Linked DNA regions of Macaca mulatta: region 2 is linked to region 1. Evidence: chromatin contacts called from public Micro-C data. All regions are on one chromosome and are shown on one strand. Each heading gives the region's core, a stretch centred on a gene start, on an enhancer-like site or on the middle of the called end of the contact. The rest is flanking DNA. Distances are from core to core; before and after follow the strand shown.

The links. Hi-C and Micro-C count contacts between places; a contact is called where the count stands out from the background.
Region 2: a contact with region 1 is called in a Micro-C map of CD4 T cells, with 13 times the contacts expected there. The contact joins the promoter of TBL1X here to the enhancer-like site in region 1. A contact is called at or near these places in 6 of 14 Hi-C or Micro-C datasets (CD4 T cells, blood, cortical neurons and 3 more).

Annotation. Positions count from the first base shown.
Region 1 is chrX:8,880,720-8,887,441 of T2T-MMU8v2.0, forward strand. No RefSeq gene overlaps it. Among named protein-coding and RNA genes, the nearest start is that of TBL1X, 130 kb to the right of the region's middle. Within about 2 kb of position 2,937, at least 14 of the 40 cell types and tissues checked have an H3K27ac peak or open chromatin away from gene starts, as enhancers often do. A contact at or near this core is called in CD4 T cells, blood and fetal cortical plate, where this site is marked.
Region 2 is chrX:9,014,279-9,021,370 of T2T-MMU8v2.0, forward strand. It overlaps TBL1X (transducin beta like 1 X-linked), which reads left to right and starts at 1,830. Exons shown (of 20, transcript XM_077988391.1): 1 at 1,830-1,971.

The DNA.
Region 1 (6,722 bases), core at 1,687-4,186:
CCACCCGCCTCGGCCTCCCAAAGTGCTGAGATTACAGGCGTGAGCCTTCATGCCCAGCCTATAATTTTAATACTCAACAAAATAGAGGTTAGTATTTCAATAAGCCAAGAACATTTTTCAGTGACAAGCATTTGAAACTAAAGTCAAATGGGGCTACAAGAAAGAAAAAAAGAAGGAAAGGAAAGGAAAGGAAAGGAAGGAGAAGAGAAGAAAAGAAAAAAGAAAAGAAACACATTGGTTCACATAACTGCAAATGTCATGTGTGGCCTTCAGGCTTGGCTAGATTCAGGTATTCCCAAGCTATCCAGGGAGGTCTCACCCCTTAGCTCCATATTCCTCACTACCATTTTCGGTCTCAAGGAGTGATAAGAATGATGTTTTTTTTTTGTTTTTTTTTTTTCATTACTGGGTTTACTGGTACCTGTTTAGCAACCCTAGCAAAAAGAACAAACAAACAAACAAAAACAAAATAAACCAAAAAAACCCTTTGTCAAGAATTCTAATAGAAGCCCAGATCTGGCTGTCTCTGGGTCATGATGGGTCAAAGAAGTCGCCGTGGCCAAGGAATGTGAGATGCCGTTTGGCCAGACCTGGGCCCCCAGCGCTGGAGCTCTGTATCTCAGGGACTGAGAATAACAGCCTGTGTTCCCCAGAGAAAATTTGAGTTGTTTTAACCGAAAGATAGAGGCCAAACACGGAGTCAGACCAAAACTACCAACGTCCACTACACATATTTTCACCTTCCTTTGGTGCTATCACCAAGCAGCAAATTTCCGTTCATTTGTCACTCGTATATTTCAAACACCTTCCTTCCCTTCCAACCCTCCCTGACTTAAGAAGCTAAGGCAAACAAAATAAAATACACACAAAAGAAGCAAGAGTTTAGAAGAAGGAAACAAAAGGCATGAAAAAAATGAGTGAATGATTATATTTCCCCTGCCTTTGGCCTCTAGTGAATCACCTACTAGAAATTTGTGCAAAAGGTCTGCATTCACTCAGGTACAGAACTCTTAGGAACCCTGATAGACATTCCTGCTGGCACAGTTCAGTAGAAGAGAAGACTTGGAGCCTCCAGGGACGCTCGGCTGTTCCTTAAAGAGAGAGGTGAGCTTGAAGAAAGGGTGAAAGATCGTGAATGGCCCGAAGGACTCGGGAGTGAATGACCCGAAGGACTCCAGAGTGTTCCGGACAAAGTGGATTTCCCCCAGAGGGAAAGGACAAACTCTGCCTACAGCTGACCAAGCCAGCCGGCTCCCCAGGGCTTTGCCAGGAAAATCACCACCAAAAATGTCTCCACCATCGTGTCTGTGGTTCCTTGAATCCTTTATGCTTCTGCTGAAACTGCCAAGGCAGGACTTGAAGGCTTCGCTGTGCAAATTCAAAAGCATTGTGAGATCATCAACTCTCTGGAGTCACCACCATTTGGAACCAAACCTTAAAAAAAGCCACCGAGACGGAAGCTCCAATACACTTTCGCCTCTGGTCATCTCCTTTCCGAGAAAATTCATGATATCAGATCATCCACAACTTTGATATTTCTCCCCACATTTCTGAGTTTTTCGGCGGCCAAGGAGAAGACTCCCTCTGTTTCTTAATAATTACTGATAATCATTTCACCACAAAAGACACTACTTTGGATGAACAAGCTTTGTGGTTTCTGTCAAGTACAAACAAGGAAGATTAAATTAACATCTTGAAAACCCACAGGGTGAGCTTGCTCCTCCCCTCCTTTAGTCTGCAGAATTACCTGGAGCTCCTTCCCAGGTGCCAAGCACACAGATGTGAGCAAGACCCTGAGACACCACTGCTGCCCTGCGCTATCACCCGGGAATCCTGTGTCCCTAGCAGCTTATCCAGCTGGCTCTCAGGCTACAGTGAAACTGCAACACAGAAGGAATATTCCAAAAGAGAATTGAAAATGCAGCTGTCATATGGGCGACAGGCCCAAGTCTAGCAGTTAACAGCTACCCTGCCCCCACCCCTCCCACTTCCCTGGGAGCACCCTGCTCTCCAGTCTGCAAACCCAGGGGCTGAGGGGCCAGGGGCATCCCAACGCCTGGGTGCCCAAGGGGTGCAAGCTCCTTCCCCACCCACTCTGCTTCCCTTACCAAGCCTCTGAAGCGTTCTCCCCATCCCATAACGGGGAATAATCCCTAAAATTCAAAGGCTGAAGCTCTAATCCCCACTACCTTTTGGAATGTGACCGTATTTGGAAACAGGATCTCTAAGGAGGCAATTAAATTAAAATGAGGTCATTAGGGTGGGCCCTGATCCAGTAGGACTGGAGTCCTTACAAGAGGAGGCAATGAGGACAAAGGCACACACAGAGGGACAACCATGGGAGGACACAGGCCGTCTACAAGCCACCGAGAGGAGCTGAGGGAGAAAGCAGCCCTGTGACACCGGGTTTCAAACATGTGGCCTCCAGAATGTGAGGGAATCCATGTCTGCTGCTCTGACATGGCAGCCCTAGCCGGCTCATAGGGGCCCATCCCCCACTCACCATCTCAATGTGGAGACCCTACAGGAACTCATGGCCCAGGGATGCCTTTTGGTCCCTTCACCCCCATTTTCAAAGCCCACACAGTTAGATGCAGGGGGGCTTCTTGCTCTTAAGACTGAAATGGTGCAGCTCCCGACACCCGTCTGTGTCCACGGCCATCCCCAGTACAGCAAGCTTACATGCGACACCCAGATCCCCTCTCAGGTCCCCCTTCCCCCTTCTACAGACACATCCCCAAACCCTTCTAAGATGTTGCATAACCTGGCTCCGGAAGCCAATAGAGTTTTTACTGAATCTGGCTTCACATAATGGCAACAGATTGTGAACTCGACATTTGCCAACTTTTCCCCCGTGCCAGACCATTTTTAAGTTCTGTGTGCACAGAATGGCATTTAAAGGCCTTAAATAACTCTCCAGGGGAAGAAAAGAGCAGAAAGTAGCCCACAAGGCTCCCATAACAGGGGCAGGCACAGCAGCAGCAGAGTTTGGGGCCAGTGCTCCGCTTGCTTTTCGTTGGGGTGGGAGGGGCTTTTCTATTAGATTGTGTTTTTGTTGTTTTTGCTTTGGGGGTGAAAAAGGGGGACAGAGAACAGAAAGGAACCTAGTTTATAGTGACAGTTACTTAGGAAAGTCATTTCTAGATGAGAGGGGAGAGCCCCTAGGGGCTGCTTCTAGATTCCACTCCTTGGGGTTGGAGGGGCCCGGTGAGCAGGCTTTGGGGAGTGCCTGCGTGACTACCCCAAGCCTGCCTCAACCGCACCCCCTCCCTGTGCACCGACAAATAAATGGTGGCTGTTAAAAAAAAAAAAAAAAAGAAAATTTTTTTAAGCAGTGCTTCCTGTTATGTTCAAGGAAGACTAGGGCCGTTTTATTATTAAGCAGTTTTCTCTTTTTAAGTAAACACACACAGGACCACATTGCTACAAGGCTAAAATCTCTTGCCTTACTCAAGCGTCGACATTTTCAATCTCCTATTTTCTTAAGCCCTCAATGAAGCCTTCCAAGAGCTTGCCTATGTTTAATTTGCATTCCGAAACAGAAAATCTAATGTGTTTTAACATTGTCTGCTTCAGCTGAAAAGGAAACTGTAAATTTATACAGTCTGGTTTAAAAAAAAAAATTGGCCATTGCATCTAAATGAGTCTCCTCCGGAAAGAGGCTGGGTGGCGCCCCTCCCCCTCTTCCCTCTTTCACTTCCCCTCCCCCTTCTCCCTCTTTCACTTCCCCTCCCCCTTCTCCCTCTTTCACTTCCCCTCCCCCTTCTCCCTCTTTCACTTCCCTTCCCCCTCGTCCTTTTCACTTCCCCTCATCCTCCCTCTCTCTCTCACCTCCCATCCCCCTTCCTCCTCCTCCCCTCCCCCTGCCCCTCTGTTTTTCACCCCCTCCCTTCTCCTCCCCTCCCCCTCTGCTTTTTACCCTCCCCCTCAGCTTTTTACCCTCCCCCTGCTCCTTCCCTCCTCCCCTCTCCCCTGCTGCTTTCACCCCCTCCCTCCTCCCCTCCCCCCTGCTGCTTTCACCCCCTCCCTCCTCCCCTCCCCCCTGCTTTCACCCCCTCCCTCTTCCCTCCCCCTCTGCTTTTTACCCTCCCCCTCCTTCTTCTCCCTTCCACCTCTCCCCTCCCCATCCTCCCCTGCTTTCCACCCACTCCGTCCTCCCGCCTCCTCCTCCTCCGGTTCGCATCCCTGCCTCCTCTTTCTCCTCCCTTCCCCCTCCTCCTCTGCTTTTCATCCCCTCTCTGTCCCTCCCTTCCCCCTCCTAGCCTCCTCTCCCTGCACTGGGGTTTAGGCCACAACCTACCTCCTCCCACTTCGTCTTCCAGCCTCCTCCCCTCCCCTCACCTCTCTTCCCCTCCCCTCCCCCAGGATCAGACTCTTGGGGCCGGTCTGTGCCAGCGCCCTACATGGACCGGGAAGGAATTACCGACGACCTTAGAAGAGCTGCGCACTCTCAGCGCCCCGCCCCCACGCCGCCGGCCGCCCGCGCGGGTGTCTCCCTGTGCTCCCAAAACAGGGCTCAGGCTCGCTGGTTCCTCCCCGGGGATCTCAGGGCTGTTGAGGGGACTGTGGTTTCCAGAACCCCGCGACACTCCGAAACAGGAAAGGGGACGGCAGAGGGGTCCTGCAGCGGGGGACCCCTTGAGAAGGCCTGGGGAGAGAGGGACTTGGGGACAGAGGTAAAGAAGGGAGTCTCTTGAGGGTGGGGAAGTGCCTGGGAAGAGCACGAGGAGGAGTTGGGGAAGGGAAAATCAGGCCCAAAGTTTTAGGGCTCTGTCTCTACTGAAGGTCAAAAAGGGTTCCTGCAGGACAGTGGGAGACCTGCTCCTGACGACCCCGCCCTATAATTAAATCTCTGAGTGAGAACACTCCAGAGTTGGGGCCCAGTAGCTGCCGTGCGCATCAGATGCCCCCTAAGCGTACCCCTGGAAGCCTCTGATTCTGTGTCATCAGCGCAGTAGGGGATTCGAGGAGTTATGGACGACGCCAGGATGGCATTCTTAAGCCATCTGATGGGTGAAGGGGCTTCTTCACTTCGCTGTGACTTCATTACTTAGATGTTAAAGCGTCTTCTCTTCCTAATAAAAAGCAAAGTGTAGCCACTTTTCTGTCCAATAAAATAAAAATTCCCAGAGAAAACCAACGTTGACGTTTGCATTCATGACGTGCCTGTCGTTTTCCTCTGTGTGGAAGAATTTTCCCATCCAAAAATGGGAGCTGAGGGTGGAGGGGAGGTAAATAATAAAATCGGGCTCACTCTGTATAAATAGTTTAGCATTCCGATTTGGTTACCTAGTCTTAAGAAATACATATTTTTCTAGGTCACTAAATATTTTTCAAAGTTATACTTTAAATGAGGGCTTAAATTCCACCGCGTGGAATTGTATATGCCAGAATGTAGGAACCATTTCCCTCTTGCACAGTATTCCTCTTGTTTAACGTTTAAGGACAGTATCCTAAGTTATTCCCCATTGTGTAATCACATAAGTCACCTTGTTCTTCACTAGCTTCAGTGCAGGAAATGAATACAGTTTCTCCTGCACCATGGGTCTGTCTGTTGCCATTGCCTGCACTGGGGTTGTTTGGAATTCCTGCTTGAAACTTTCTAGTTAAAGGCAGAAAACACTGGCCAAGTTTCCAAGCCCAAAGCTGATTCTTGACCTTAATTAGACCTTATATCAGAAAAGAGGGTGACAGCTACTTGGGAAGCTGAGGTGGGAGGACTGGTTGAGGCTGCAGTAAGCCATGATCGTGCCACTGTGCTCCCGCCTCGGTGACAAAGCAAGACCGTATCTCAAAAAAAAGAAAAGAAAAGAAAAGAGGTAAGCAAAACAGGTGAGTGGGGGGTGCTCCAGGTGTCTGGGGGGCATCGCCAATATCCCAATATCCCAGAGCCTCGGGAGGAGCCCTCTCTCCCAAAGCACTGCCCTCTGTGTTCTGGGGATGTCCTGCAAAACCTAAATATTGACAGTGGTGAGTAGAAATGTTCCCTTCTGTTATATTCTCTATTAGAATGTTTTGTATATTGATATATACACATATGTGCATCTTAGCAGGATAGTGGATTTTATTTTTTCTTATTTTTGAGATGGAGTCTCACTCTATTCCCCAGGCTAGAGTGCAGTGGCACAATCTCAGCTCACTGCAACCTCCACCTTCCGGGTTCAGGTGATTCTACTGCCTCAGCCTCCTGAGTGGCAGGGATTACAGGCACACACCACCACACCCGGCTAATTTTTGTATTTTTAGTAGAGATGGTGTTTCATCATGTTAGTCAGGCTGGTCTTGAACTCCTGACCTCAAGTGATCCGCCCACCTCAGCCTCCCGAAGTGCTGGGATTACAAGCGTGAGCCACCACACCCGAACCTGAGTGACATTTTTTTTTCTTTATGATGGAATCTCGCTCTATCACCAGGCTGGAGTGCAGTGGCACCATCTCAGTTCACTGCAACCTCCAACTCCCTGTTTCAAGGGATTCTCCTGCCTCAGTCTCCCGAGTAGCTGGGATTACAGGCAGCACCACCACGCCCAGCTAATTTTTGTATTTTTAGTAGAGACGGAGTTTCACTATGAAGGCCAGGATGGTCTCGTGATCCATCCACCTCGGGCAGTGAGCCGAGATGGCACCACTGAACTCCAGCCTGGGAGACCCAGCAAGACTCTGTCTTTAAAATAATAATAATAATAATAATACCGATCCATCAATTTATGTCACTGGCGATGG
Region 2 (7,092 bases), core at 580-3,079, 130 kb after region 1:
TCCTCTAATGATGGTGTAGCAACAGTCATTTTGCATCATTGACGTTTTACGGCAATATTTTGCAGGGTAATTTTGAGGTCCGCCTTTTTGATGGAGGACCGGCCTCTTAAAAACTCACCTCCGGCCGGGCGCGGTGGCTCACGCCTGTAATCCCAGCACTTTGGGAGGCCGAGGCCGGCGGATTGCCTGAGGTCAGGAGTTCGAGACCAGTCTGGCCAATATGGTGAAACTAAAACTACTAAAAATACAAAAAAATTAGCTGGGCGTGGTGGCGTGCGCCTGTAATCCCAGCTACTCCGGAGGCTGAGGCAGGGGAACTGCTTGAACCAGGGAGGTAGGTGGAGGTTGCAGTGAGTCGATATCGTGCCACAGCACCCCAGCTTGGGCAACTGAGCGAGACTCCGTCTCAGAAAAACAAAAACAAAAACAAAAACCTCACCTCGGGTCCCCCTCCCCCCACAACCAGAACAACAAATGGTCTAGTGTTCGAGGAAGAGCAAGTAAGGTTATAGTTTAGATTGCTGAGTGCACCGGACTCTTAGCACGAAGCTCATTATATAGTAAAGGAAGGGGCAAGAATATTTGAAAAATATTCAACAAGGCTGACCCCAGAGGTGCTGGGGAGGGGGAGTGGAGATCTGTTTAACTGAATTAAGGCCGCGAGTGGTGGGGAGTAGCCTACGTGGAGGGGAGGAAGGAGCGCTGGGGACTTAAGTGCACCGGGGCCAGGCCGTGTAAGCCATTGCAACATTAAGCACTTTGCAAGGCCCAGAGGGCTGAAGCCTGGGGGTTGGGGTGGGAGTGCTGAGGCCCGAGGGCCCAGGTCCCCCTAACCTCCTCAGCCCCCACACCCGAGCTCCTGGCGCCTATGCTTGTGTGTCTGAGTTTGTCCCTAAGCGTTTCTGGCTCTTCCTGGGAGGTGTTTTGCAAAGGTCGAGGCTCCGCCGGAGCCCCCACTTTTTGAGGTGGGGTAAAGACTACTGGGGTGTCTTCTAAGACGCTTATTTTGAGGGAGATTCACCATCGGGCAGGTGGCAGGGGGTTCTCTTGGGGCAGCTGGGTGGCTTCCTTATTGGGGTGGGGGAGGGTAACACTTTAGCAGGGACCGAGGTTCCCCTGCCCCCCCGAAACAGAGGGGGTGGCCGAGGTTCCCGTCCCCTCGAGGCAGTCGTGGAAAGGCTGGGTTTGGGATGTGATGGGGGTAGCCCTGGGGTCCTCTCAGTCCCACGGAGGCCACGGGGAAGGGACCGGGACCGGAGCAACTCGGGAAAGGCTTGGGTTCCCCTCACCCACCCTAGGCGTTGGGGAGCGGGGCGGGCTTGGTAGGGACGCTGGTCCCCCGACCGTGGGGCAGGGGCTGGGTTGGGACGCGGGTCCCCTCTAGGAGCCGCGGGGGAGGGGCAGGGCCGGAGTCCCTACCCTCGTGGGGGAGGGGCTGGTTCGGGACGCGGCTCCCCCGGGGCTCAGGGGCGGGGCTGGGTGGGACGCCGGGTGCCCTCCCACGGCCGTGAGGGAGGGGCTGGCGGAGGGGGCGGACCCCTGGCGGTAGTCCTGGTTGGGGTCCGCGCGCTCGCGACCGCTCCCCGCGGAGGTCACTGCCCGTGCCAGTCCCTCCCGCTGTTCCGCCCTCTCCCGCCGCCGCCGCCGCCGCCGCCGCCGCCTCCGCCGCCGCGCCCGGCTCAGCGGCCCCACTCCGCGCTCGGGAGCGAGGAGTCGCCAGCGCCCCCGCCGCGCCGCCGCCGCAGCGCCCTCCGGCCGCCATTCGCCACCGAAACTTTCCAGCGCCCGCGCCCTCTCCGGGACTCGGCGGCGGCGGGGCGGGGGCGGCCCGGGGGCGGCGCGCGGCTGCTCCAGGGCGCCGGGCCCTCTTCGGCCGCCGCACGGCCGGGGCTCGGAGGCTGCCGGCCGGAGGGAGGTTCGGAGCGCGGCCGGGCGCGCGGCGCCGCCACAAGTTGCGCTGTTCGCGGCGAGGTGAGTGCGCGGGGCTCGGCGGGCCGGGCGCGGGGTCCGCAAACTTCTGCGGGGAGGCGGTTCCCGCGCTGACCCTCCAGGGTCTGGCCGGCGACTCGGGGCGCCCGGACGCTCCACCCGCCCCTGGAACTACAGGAGGCGCAGGTCGCCAACTGTCCCCGTGGCGCTCGGACTGGGGTGCGGCGCGCTCCCAGGAGGCTGAACAATACCCCGAGGTGGCCGCTCCCCAAAGTGCCGGCGCGCCTTGCGGGGAGAGACAGAGGTCGGCGGGGGGCTCCTTTGTTTTGGGGAGGGGTAGGTGACCGGTAAGTTTATGGAAGAGCTCGGCTTTTCCTCTGGTGCCCCTTTGTCTGCCGATCTTGGGGCTTGCTGGGCAAACCTGCGCCACCGCGGGCTCGGGGGACCGGGGTGGAGGGCGGTGGCGGGATTTCCCCGCTGTTGGGGAGAGGAGCCCCATTCATCCCCGGGAAGCGGGCCGGCCCGCCCGGACCCGGGTGGAAGCGCAGCCTTACGAAGTGAGGCAAGCGGCGGGCGAGGTGGCGCGGGCCCCGCGTCTGCTCAGTTTCTGAGGCGCAGAAACTGTCAAGGAAGTCAGGAGCCCCAGTCCTCCGCCCATCTCCCCGGCCCGAGCGCACAGCTGGGCTGGGGACACCCCTGGCCGGTCGAGGGTCTGCAGAGCGCCGCCCGGAGAGAGCGCAGACCTGTTGCTGCTCCTGGGCTCTGGCGGGGCGGGTGGGGTGGGTCTCGCAGATCCTGGGCCCCGGCCTTGCTACCCAGGAGGACCTTCCCTAAGGATGGGACCGGTGCTCGGAGTGGGGTATGGGGAGTGCGCCTTCGGGAATCAGCGCTGGCCGGATATGTGACAACTGTGGGTCGCTGGAGGCCCGCCTGCGCTGGGATAGGGCCTGGACCTCACGTGCGTCGCCTGTGCTCAGTCAGACCGGGGCCGGGACTCGCTCCCTGCAAGGCCTCGTGTTCCCCCAGCCAGCTGCGTTGGACGTTCCACAAAGGTAGGGACTGACGTTTATTTTCCAGTCAGTGATGTTCTGGAGCAAAACCTGAAAAGAAACAAAAACCTATCCTCTATTGTATTTGCGACTGTTTCTGCTTTGCATTGTCATGTGTGACTTGACCTGCCTTCTGGATGTTTTCCTCTCCTGACACATTCGCCGAGCCCCTGGTTTCACCTGGAAGGCGAGGGGGAAGGACGGCAACCTCCCTGCTAAGGTCCCAGGCAGTGGCTTTGGTGTCGGAAGTGGCACTTGAGGATTTTATGAAAAGTTTACAAGTCTTTCCTAGAAAAGATGTGATTAGGAAAAATAAAATACAGAAGAATGTTCAGTATGACGCGTTTATTTTAAAGGGTAGTCATGTCTCAAATGTGCTGCAGATTCTTGTGGAAAGCCACCAAGCTGGGTAACTAATACAGACAACGAGTTTTTCACCGCTGGATCACCGGCCCTTAAGGCGATTCCAGCCCTTAATAGAACACACACCTGTAGGGCAAAAATGGAGATTTGTGGTGTAGTGCTGCCACCCTCGCTCCCCCACCTGCCCCTTTACTGGGCTCAGAGAACTTCTCTCTGCCAGTGGTTTTAAGGAGGAGACAGTTTGCAAAAATAATAACTTTATTGTAGACATACTTAAAAGTGAATGTTTCAATATCTGGAGTTTTCCCATCAATTATATCAGTATCGCTGGTTCTGTACAACATCATCTTAGTTAGAATATTTTTTTTTCACCTTTTAAGGTGAGGAACAGAGGCGGGAAAATGGTCCCTGCACAGGGAGGCCATCTCCAGCAGGTCCCAAGTGTCAGGAATTCAGATATTCCGATATACTCCTGCTGGATAGGAGAACACCTCCGCTAGAACCTGGGCCTGGCCCCCTCCCAGTTTTCTGCAGGGCGTCCAAATTCCGGTGCTCTGCCCCGCAGCAAGTGCCCTGTGGGCCTCCTGGCTTAGCTGATCATCACAGCTTCTCTGCCCGGCAAGGCAGGACCATCCTCGCACTGCTTTCCTGATGCCTTGGATTTGCCTTTTTTTCCTCCCTTAGGAAAAACAGAAAAACCTAGTAGGTTACATCCGAGAAGTTGTTAATCTTTCACTGCCGCATGCATTGAAAAATCAGTTTCAACCAGGAAGCAACACTAAAGGCGTACTGTAAACACTTTTTTTTTTTTTTTTGAGTTGGAAAGATAAACTTTTTTCCCCCTTAACTATTTTTAGTGAGCCGGAGACTGGACTCGAGTTTTTCCCTCCGGTCTTGCCCTCTCCACTCCTGCCCTCACTTTCTGTGGGGTTGGAACACATGTACCATGCTGGCCAGACTGGCAAACATGAAACCCACCAGAACCAAAAGAAAAGCTGGATGTGGGAGGGGCTGAAGAAGTCCACAGGTTTCTAAAGGGCAAAGAGAGCCTAGGCTGGGGAGAGGCGTTTCAGATCTCCAGGGGAGAAAGACAGCCGTTAAGGAGTCCGCCGCGCTGCTGCCTGCCTGGCCAGCGGGAGCCTCACTTCAGATGGATGCGCCTCCCAAGCTGGCCCCCTCCCACACAGCCATCGCCGTCCAATATTTACGGAGAATCCACTGCATGCCTGAAGGTTGCAGAAGTGAATTGGAAACCGTTGCAAATGGAATTTGAACAAATTTAAAGTTAAGATGGAAGAGAGAATATGTTGAGTTTTCAGAGGAAGTCAGGTACTGTTTCCTTTTCTTATGTAGGTTTGTTCTTGGCCGATGGGATCAGAGAGATTTGAGATGGGGCATGATAGGCGGCAGGTTCAGGAGAAAGGGAAGCTTTAGAAATGAAGGTAGAGAAGATGCTTGCTTATTGGAACAGTATTTTCAACGTTGAGCTCTGGAATGTTGCAGCCAACTAATGCTTCTCACTTGGGACAGTTTTGTCCCCGACTTTTGAATGGGGCATTTGCTAATGTCTGGAGACATTTCCCTTCCTGCAGCTGTTAAATTAGCAAGCAGGTTGAGCCAGCTGGGTGTGGACCTGCGTTTTCCTTGTGGAGGCCCTCTTCCAAGTGTCAGTAGGAAAAGGGCTCCCCAGGTGTTGTGATTACAGGTGTGAGCCACTTTACTCAGTCGAAGGACATAGAATTATTATAATGCTTGGAGCCTAACATGCCTTTTTTGTTTGTTTGTTTGTTTGGTGTTTTTTTGAGACGAAGTCTCTCTCACAGTCCAGGCTGGAGTGCAGTGGTGCGATCTCGGCTCACTCCACCCCCCAGGTTCAGGTGATTCTCCTGCCTTGGCCTCCTGAGTAGCTGGGATTACAGGGACTCCCCACCATACCCGGCTGATGTTTTTATTTTTAGTAGGGGTGGGGTTTCACCATGTTGGCCAGGCTGGGCTTGAACTTCTGATCTCAGGTGATCCTCCCTCCTTGGCCTCCCAACGTGCTGGGCTTACGGGCATGAGCCACCATGCCCAGCTAGCCTAACATGCTTATAGTTTCCTGTTTTCTGAAGTTGGGAATTGGGTCTAGAAAGGTATCACCATCAGTCACTATGGTGTCTAGTAGTTTGCTTGCTTTTTTCCCTTATCTTTTCCCTCTTACATTTTAGGGCTGTATCTATATAGTTTTATTATTTAAATTACCATATACTAAATTTGGCTTTTTGGGTGTATTACGAGTCTTGACACACGCGTAGATTCGTGTGACCACCATCATAATCAAGAGAGAGAACAATCTCCTCAGCCCAGAGATGTTCGTGGCTCTGTCTCCCACAGTTCCTCCACAGTCACGCCCCCACCCCCGAATCTGGGGCACCTGCCCATCTGCTGTGCTCTGGAAGTCTTGGGGATCCCATCTGAATGTGACACATGGTGGAATGCCTTAGGTGAATCCATCCGCTCTTCCAGCACCACCTTTGCCTCCTCTCTCTCATGACACACGAACTTCATGCCTTTGTATGCTTTGGCCAACCTGCTTTTCTTAGAACAGCACATTTTGCACTGTAGATGTTATCACAAGCAAGGAAAAGAACAGCTTTGCGCCTTAATCTAAGAAACCACAGTGGAAAAAAATCAGGTGTGTTGTTGAGGCTGCTAAAGCTTTGCTCCTTTTAAAATTTTTAAATTTTTCTGGATATGTAGGTGTATATATTTATGGGGTACATTAGCTATTTTGATACAGTCGTGCAATGTGTAATCAAATCATGGAGAATGGGGGTATCCATTCCCTCAAGCACTTATTCTTTGCGTTACAAACAATCCAATTATACTCTTTTAGTTATATGTTATATGCTCTTTTTTCTTTTTTTTTTTTATTTTGAGACGGAGTCTCATTATGTCGTCCAGGATGGAGTCCAGTGGCGCGATCTCGATGCACAAGCTCAAGCAATTCTCCTCCTCAGCCTCCGGAGAAGCTGGGATTAGAGGCATGTGCTACCACGCCCAGCTAATTTTTTTGTATTTTTAGTAGAGACGGGGTTTCACCACGTTGGTCAGGCTGGTCTTGAACTCCTGACGTCAGGTGACCCACCTGCTGAACCTCCCAAAGGGCTGGGATTACAGGCGTAAGCCAACGCGCTCGGCCTGTTTGCTCTTTGTTCTATGCCAGTTAGTTCTTACTGCCTCATTGGTTTAAATGGGACATTTTTTAATGTCGTGTTTTTGTTATTTTGAGATGGAGTTTCGTTCTTGTTGCCTAGGCTGGAGTGCAGTGGCATGATCTCTCCTCACTGCAACTTCCACTTCCCAGGATCAAGCAATTCTCCTGCCTCAGCCTCCCAAATACCTGGGATTACAGGCATATACCACCACTCCCGGCTAATTTTGTATTTTTAGTAGAGGTGGGGTTTCACTATGTTGGTCAGGCTGGTCTTGAACTCCTGACCTCAGATGATCCAGCTGCCTCAGCCTCCCAAAGTGCTGGAATTACAGGTGTGAGCAACCACGCCTGGACTCTGATGTCCTTTTAGAGGATGTTACCCTCACCTTTATTGCACATTCCTACCAAAAGGTACTTCATATGTAAAATGTATCGGAAGGTTATAGTCATGGCTTTAGTTTAAAAACAGGATACATGTTCATTAAGAACCTTTGCCGTTTTCCCAATGGGTTAATCACGTAGATATAAAATAGGCTAAAAATATCAAGTTGTTTT